Regions from separate parts of the Danio rerio genome. Here region 1 is linked to region 2. A link is a contact called in public Micro-C data. All regions are on one chromosome and are shown on one strand. The core of a region is the stretch at or near the end of the contact, and the rest is flanking DNA. Distances in the headings are between cores, read along the strand shown.

The links. A called contact is a pair of places that touch in the nucleus more often than the background predicts.
Region 1: a contact with region 2 is called in a Micro-C map of caudal fin, with 12 times the contacts expected there. The contact joins the promoter of cpt1a2b here to the enhancer-like site in region 2. A contact is called at or near these places in 3 of 18 Hi-C or Micro-C datasets (caudal fin, hematopoietic stem cells and an unstated tissue) and 1 of 4 datasets of contacts at active chromatin or transcription factors (caudal fin).

What each region holds. Positions count from the first base shown.
Region 1 is chr3:31,100,314-31,103,939 of GRCz12tu, reverse strand. It overlaps cpt1a2b (carnitine palmitoyltransferase 1A2b), which reads left to right and starts at 2,106. Exons shown (of 20, transcript XR_012401061.1): 1 at 2,106-2,178.
Region 2 is chr3:30,960,915-30,964,024 of GRCz12tu, reverse strand. No RefSeq gene overlaps it. Among named protein-coding and RNA genes, the nearest start is that of syt5a, 14 kb to the right of the region's middle. Within about 2 kb of position 1,759, at least 3 of the 62 cell types and tissues checked have an H3K27ac peak or open chromatin away from gene starts, as enhancers often do.

The sequences.
Region 1 (3,626 bases), core at 857-3,356, 140 kb before region 2:
TGATTGATGTACCCTGATTCTATGATGGATACATCTAGCTGTCACAAAACTCAAATCATCTCAAACTGGTGTTTTGAATATGAGAGTAAGTTCACTATACTCACATGACCTCCACAATCACCAGATCTCTATCCAGTAGAGCACCTATTGGTTATCCAATGACAATTTATGCTAAAAGCAATGTATCTGATTGTTACTTAATTTTAAAAATTACATGTAAATGTAATTAAAAATGTAAAAAATCAGCTAAGGAAGCTGTTTATTATTATTATTATTATTAGTCATAGTAGTAGTTGTATTAGTAGTAGTACACTGATGACTTATTGGATAAATAATTTTTTTTAAGGTAAGTGATTGTGCATGATTTATTTGGGTTCATTCTTTTTATTTTTTTTCATGCTTAGTCCCTTTAATCTGGGGTCACGGCGGAATGAACCGCCAACTTATCCAGCATATGTTTTTTGCAGCGTATACCCTTCCAGGCGCAACCATCTCTGGGAAACATCCATACACACTCATTCAAACACATACATTATGGACAATTTAGCCTACCTAATTTACCTGTACCGTATGTCTTTGGACTTGTGGAGGAAACCGGAGCACCCAGAGAAAACCCACTTGAATGCAGGGAGAACATGCAAACTCCACACAGAAAAGCCAATTGACCCAGCCAAGACTCGAATCAGCGACCTTCTTGCTCTGAGGCGACAACACTACCTACTGCGCAACTGCGTTTCTTATATGGTTTAAACTTAAACATATTAAAATTAGCACTATTTAGTACTTAAGTTGTTTGTTTTAATTCAGCTTATATAAATGGTTTGCAACAATTTGCAATGAACCCTTTTTTTTCAGTGCAGGAGTAATTGTACTAATAGAATGATAGTAATACAGAAGGCAACTCTATTCAGTGTAGGGCAAGATTATTTTTCTAAATTAAAATAAAAATATTAAAATTTTCAATCACACATATGACTTTTTATTTTTGAAAACAAACCAAGAAAATACAAAATTATACAATATATGCAACTATATACAAAACTTAAAAATTACAAATCATATTTTCCTGAAACAAATTACAAGGCTTCTTTGGCTTTTTTAAAATTATTAATATTCTCTAAACTGCTGCAGTAATCTCCAATAGCCTCTTAAAGAAAATAAACAAAGTTTGGCTTGGACCTAGACCACTGTTATGTGAATCTTTACAAAAAATAAAAAAAATAATAATAAATAAATAAATAAAATGTTTTACAAGGAAGATAAAATTGTTTGGTATATTAACATAATAGATGGATATTTTATCATTTTATTTTGATTTGAATTTGCATATTTGTTTTCTTCCTAAAAGAATTTTCCATATTCACCTATAAAATCCTTGTGTAGCCTATGTACAATATCAAGACAGATGGACAATAGGGTACTTTTCCATAGAACAAAAATCAGAAGATTAATTAGTATCCAAGTTAAATCTCATTATAACCTCTTTAGTTTGAGAATTTTAAATGTTCACAATATAGTTCCCAAGAACAATTATTTCCATTTCATATTTATAAATACACTGGTCCATTTTAAGATGTATAACTGTATCACCTGTTATAATATTTCTGATACATTTAATAGTATAACTTTGTTTAATTATATCAAAGTCACTTATACAAAATGAAGTTGTTGATCAAAAAGTCATTAAAAAGATAACAAGGTATTTAAATTTAGCAACTGTCTAACTTATACAATATAATTTTCATACCATTTTCTTTGTAAGAACAAAAGATGTAACCAAATAGGCTAACATTGTTTGGGGAAAATGTGCTTAAATAAATAGGCAATTTTTAAATAAAAAGATGTAAATGTTTGTATACATTAATACACTTAACAGCTTTCTTATTTCTCAGATTACAGATAGTTTTTTTATACAGCTAAAATTTTGACCTCAAAATAATAGACTTGCAATCATTGAACTTGCTTTTGTGAATACTGAATTTTGCCAGCAGAAGTAATGACTTGGATGCCTATAGGCTACATCAGTGGCGCGTGATGTCATCGCGTATTGAAATGAGAGGCAGTGTTTATACACATTTTACCTCAGGTATGTGTTGCTGCAAGTCAAAGTGTGGAGATCGCAAAGTTTACATCAGTCGGAAGAAGCTGTTCCCGAACTTTCATTCAACAAACTCACAGGTATGATTTACAGACGTAATGCTTCTGTGGTGAAGTTCTGTTTCTATTTTAGGAACTTAAAAAACTGCAACCGGTTAGACTATTGTGATGTGTTGTGTAAGTATGACATAAAGCCTTCTGGAATATTCCCGACAGCTGAAGGCGTGGGTTAATGTAGCCAACAGAAATATTCCTCTCTGCTTGCTTACTTATTCAGTGAAGCCATTCGTTGAATGAACACATTTAAAGGTAGAAATTAAATTTGGGGCAACTTTATTTGATAACACTTTTTGTCTGTGTAATAGCGTAAACTAGCACGCAACTTGGGAACTTTTTGCGTATCTTATTGGGCTACTTATTTTTCTCTTGTGATGCTGTTTATCTACATAAGGTATTTTCCATGTGCAAAATAAACTATTATCGGCATGCACAACATAAACTTGTTCGAGGGGAGCTGTCAGAGTTCCTTCGAAAATTACTTTTTTCTTCCGAGATTTCAGGGTTTCCTCTTAAATTAAAGATTACGTCAGGCGACACGTCACTGCAACGACATCTCCGAGTGGTCTCGTGCTTCCTTTTGAGAGCACTTGAGATGAGTCTGTGGACGGCAGCGCTCCATTGCGCGCGCGGGCTCTAGACATGGAAATCGTTGGGCCTACTACTGTTTTACCAGTTTAACAGCATTCACACCTTTCTCGTTAACATTTTTGACGTTTCCTGCTAGATCCCTATCTGACAATTAAAGGGATAGTTCACCCTAAGTACACACTATTTATACCTCCACAACCCTCCAGCAGTGGAAACTGTTTAAACTCCCCAATATATCTGAATTAAACACATAACTTTGTTAGCTCACATTGCTAGTTTTGAGGTAAATAATTAATCTGTGCATGTCCCTAAGAAAAAAATAGTTTTCATCTAATCTTTAATTAAAATCTGAAAATGCACTTCCTGTTTGTTTCCAGTTAAATGAGGTATTTGCACACAGACTTTTAATTTCAGTAAGCCAGCCCCAGGCTTCCGGTTAATTGTCATCTCATACAAAATAGCAGCGTTTAAAATCTGATTTCTGGAAAAAAAAAAAAAAACAGCAACACTGCCTGCCTCAGATACGATATAAAGTGGGTATTAGACCATACAAGAAGCACTGCATTAAATTATATTTTGCCCCAGCATTTTAATAGTTTTTGCGCTAGACTGCTGCTAATGATGCCGCCTACTTTTAAGTGGTCTTTCGTCTCTTTTTACGCTTTAACAACAAAATGGATGCTTAAGTCTATTTAACTCCTTATATTTGAATTGCATCACAGCATCGATGCTGTAAAAGGAACCTTATAAATGAAGCCTTATACATAAAGCTTTCACTGGAAGTTCATTGTTGGCTGAAAAACACTAGCTGCGCATATAGCTCATTGTCAAATTATGTATATCTAAGCAAATGGGTGTGGCTAACATATGTAAACCCATTG
Region 2 (3,110 bases), core at 510-3,009:
GAAAAATCAAAAGTATGTTTTGTAGTATGTCTTTTTTGGCAATATTTAATTGAATGTAAATCTTTCTATTCCTAAAGTTGATAAAGGTGATCAAACTCTTATTTTAATGGATATGTGTGTGTGTGTGTGTGTGTGCGCATGTGCGTGTGCGTGTTTGTGTGTGCTTGTGTATAATATATATACAGTACATAGAGAGGGAGAGATTATAAAGTGCAGGAAGATGCATCAAATAAACTGTTTTCTTTATTATAGCACAAAATGTTGTATATAACTTTACAATTTACACTGTTTAAAGGTTTACACTGGTTAAATTATTAAAAAAGAAAACATAGTCCATACCACCCTGTCACAGTGAACAACACTGTCAACATCAGATACTACCCTAATACACTCTGCATAAATTAATGTTGAATTATGTTCTTGTTGTGTGGACTAAATTAAAAATTTAAGTTCATTTGTATTTTTTTAAATTTGAATTAAAATTTTCAGTGCAAACAATTTACATGTCACATTTATTTTTCAAAGTTAAAAATCTCATAATACAGACTTTCTATTGATAGCTGCATAAAAGAGGACATTTTATTTGAAAAACATTTGAATTTAAAAAGCTATTTGTTATTTTACTACTGTAATGTCATACTTATTATCAGGTAACAATGTGGTACAAGCGAGACTCTCTTGCTTAAAGAAAAACAATATAATTAATAAGGATTTTGTGCCAGAGGTAGGAAAAAAGCTTTTTTGGAGGGTTAAGATCTTTCAAATAGTAGTTTTTTTTTGTTTGTTTTTTTTTAAGTTGTACTTAATTTTGAAAATTGTTGTGTGGAAAGGCAGCCGTTTCATAGACTGAATAACAATTCAAATGTAATTGTTAATAAAATCAATAAAATAAAACAAAACAAAATAAAATAAACAAAAAACAGCCAAAACACCCTTCATCAGGGTGCAGATTTTATTAATTTTATTTATTGTAAATTATTTACACAGGCCTATTAACCAAGGAAATAATACATTTCTGGAAGTTTTTGGTGTTTATTTAAAACTAATTTATTGAATTTTAATGAAATAAAACTTAATTAAATAAATTATACTAATAAAATCTACTGTGCACTGCTAGTGAGAAGGATGTTATTGATTAGCAAAATTTGGCATTTTTATAAAAACAAAGAAATTAAACTTCTGTGTAATAATATGTTGATTGTAGCAAAATTTTATATTTACAAATGTAGATTTGTTAAAGTTTGTCCTTGTTTCAAAGCATTTAAAATTTATTTCCAACATTTTATATAAATCCATAAAACAGGTAAAAACAAAAGGTGCCTCAAAGCTCTCTAAACTTTTGTCAGCTTATATGGACTGACCCCATTGAAAGTATTTTCTTTTGTATTATTTAAGGATTATTTATGTTATTATTATTTATATTTTGTACTGTTTTGTTTATTATATGCTGCCTGGATACAATGTTATATATGTTTAACAATGGAAGTTGTTATTTGAAGGCTAAATAAAAATAAAAAAATAAAAAATAATAAATTATCGCTAAGCACTGCAGCAAGCGGCTGGTGACATCACCAAACAAAAACTCACATCAGTTCTGAAGTTTTGATCTGCAGTCGCCATCTGCTGGCCCAGAGTTCATTGTCTTTCACACAATACTCATTTTGGTAAGTAGACGCCTATTTTTCATCAAATACCTTCTCGCTGTGTGAACGAGCATGAGAACGTACTGTATACCAACTGTCTGTGAAAAGAGCACTGGAAAAGCCTGTTGAAAATGGTCCGTGTACGTTTTGTTCATTTGTTTTCCATTTTCAAACGGAATAAAGGAAATGGAGAAAACGTCCGTTTTTCCGTTTTTCTTTTGCTCACGAGAAAACGAAAAAACGAGATTTTGGCTGGATTTTCGTTTTTTGGTTTAGGGTAGGAAAACGGATAAACGACTTTAAAATTCATTTTACACATGTAGGCGGTGCTGAAACACCCACTTTCCTCTAATTGGTTAACCAAATCTGCGCTCGTGACGTCACCCTCAAAATAAAAGCCTTACACGCAGGCTTTTAATTATTATTATTTAATTATATATATAAACAAAGTTTACATATTCTATCATTTGAACCACACACAGTTAGCAGGCTTACATTCATTGCGTATGTATAAATTAAATAAAAACGTAAATCAGCAGTATTTTTAGACATTTGTCATTAAAATAAGGTCATAGTTCACTGCCAAGCTTCTTGCTGCTGTGCACCTGATGCAGAGCAAAGATAGCCATTTCCGAGCAGCACCTGGTTTGCATGATTGTTTCAGAGCAAGGGCTTGTAATAATAATAATAATAATAATAATAATAATAATTATTATTATTATTATTATTATTATTATTATCAGTTACTAGTGTTTTTATTGTTTGGTGTGATTTTTTTCTTTTTAATAGTTGTTACCAGAACCAGAATAAGAACACTTTGGGCCCTGCTATAAAAACAAAGGGTACCATTTGTTTTCATTTATTTCTTCCTATTTTAATTATATATTGTAATTATTTATTTGATAATTAATACTATTTTATTGCAACGCCAAAGTAGGCCTGTCTTATTATTTTTTTTATTATTAAATTTGCTGTTATTGTAGGCTAGATGGCAGGCTTTAAATATTTTAAATAACATTTACTCATAACCTTACTAATTCGAGAGCCGAACCTAAAAAAGTTTAAGTGCAATAAGCCTGTACAATAAAGGGAGCCGCAATGCATATTTCTAGCGCATTCTTTCACTCAACAATTATTGCTGGAATAATGAAATAAATTTCAAATGAACCAATTAAACACATTATAGTTGATAAAAAAATTGTGTCTAGTAGTTCCGACAAACAGATGAGCTCGCTACATGTGCGTTGCGCTAATAATTTGACATTTGCTCTTCTTGAGAAAGTGCTACAGCGGGCCCTGCTATTTCACATATAAGGTTAGTGATACGTATTTTAAATTAGTATTGCACATTATTCATTTATTTTCTTGTCGGCTTGGTCCCTTTATTAATCTGGGGTCGCCACAGCGGAATGAACCGCCAACTTATTTAGCAAGTTTTTATGCAGCGGATGCCCTTCCAGCCACAAC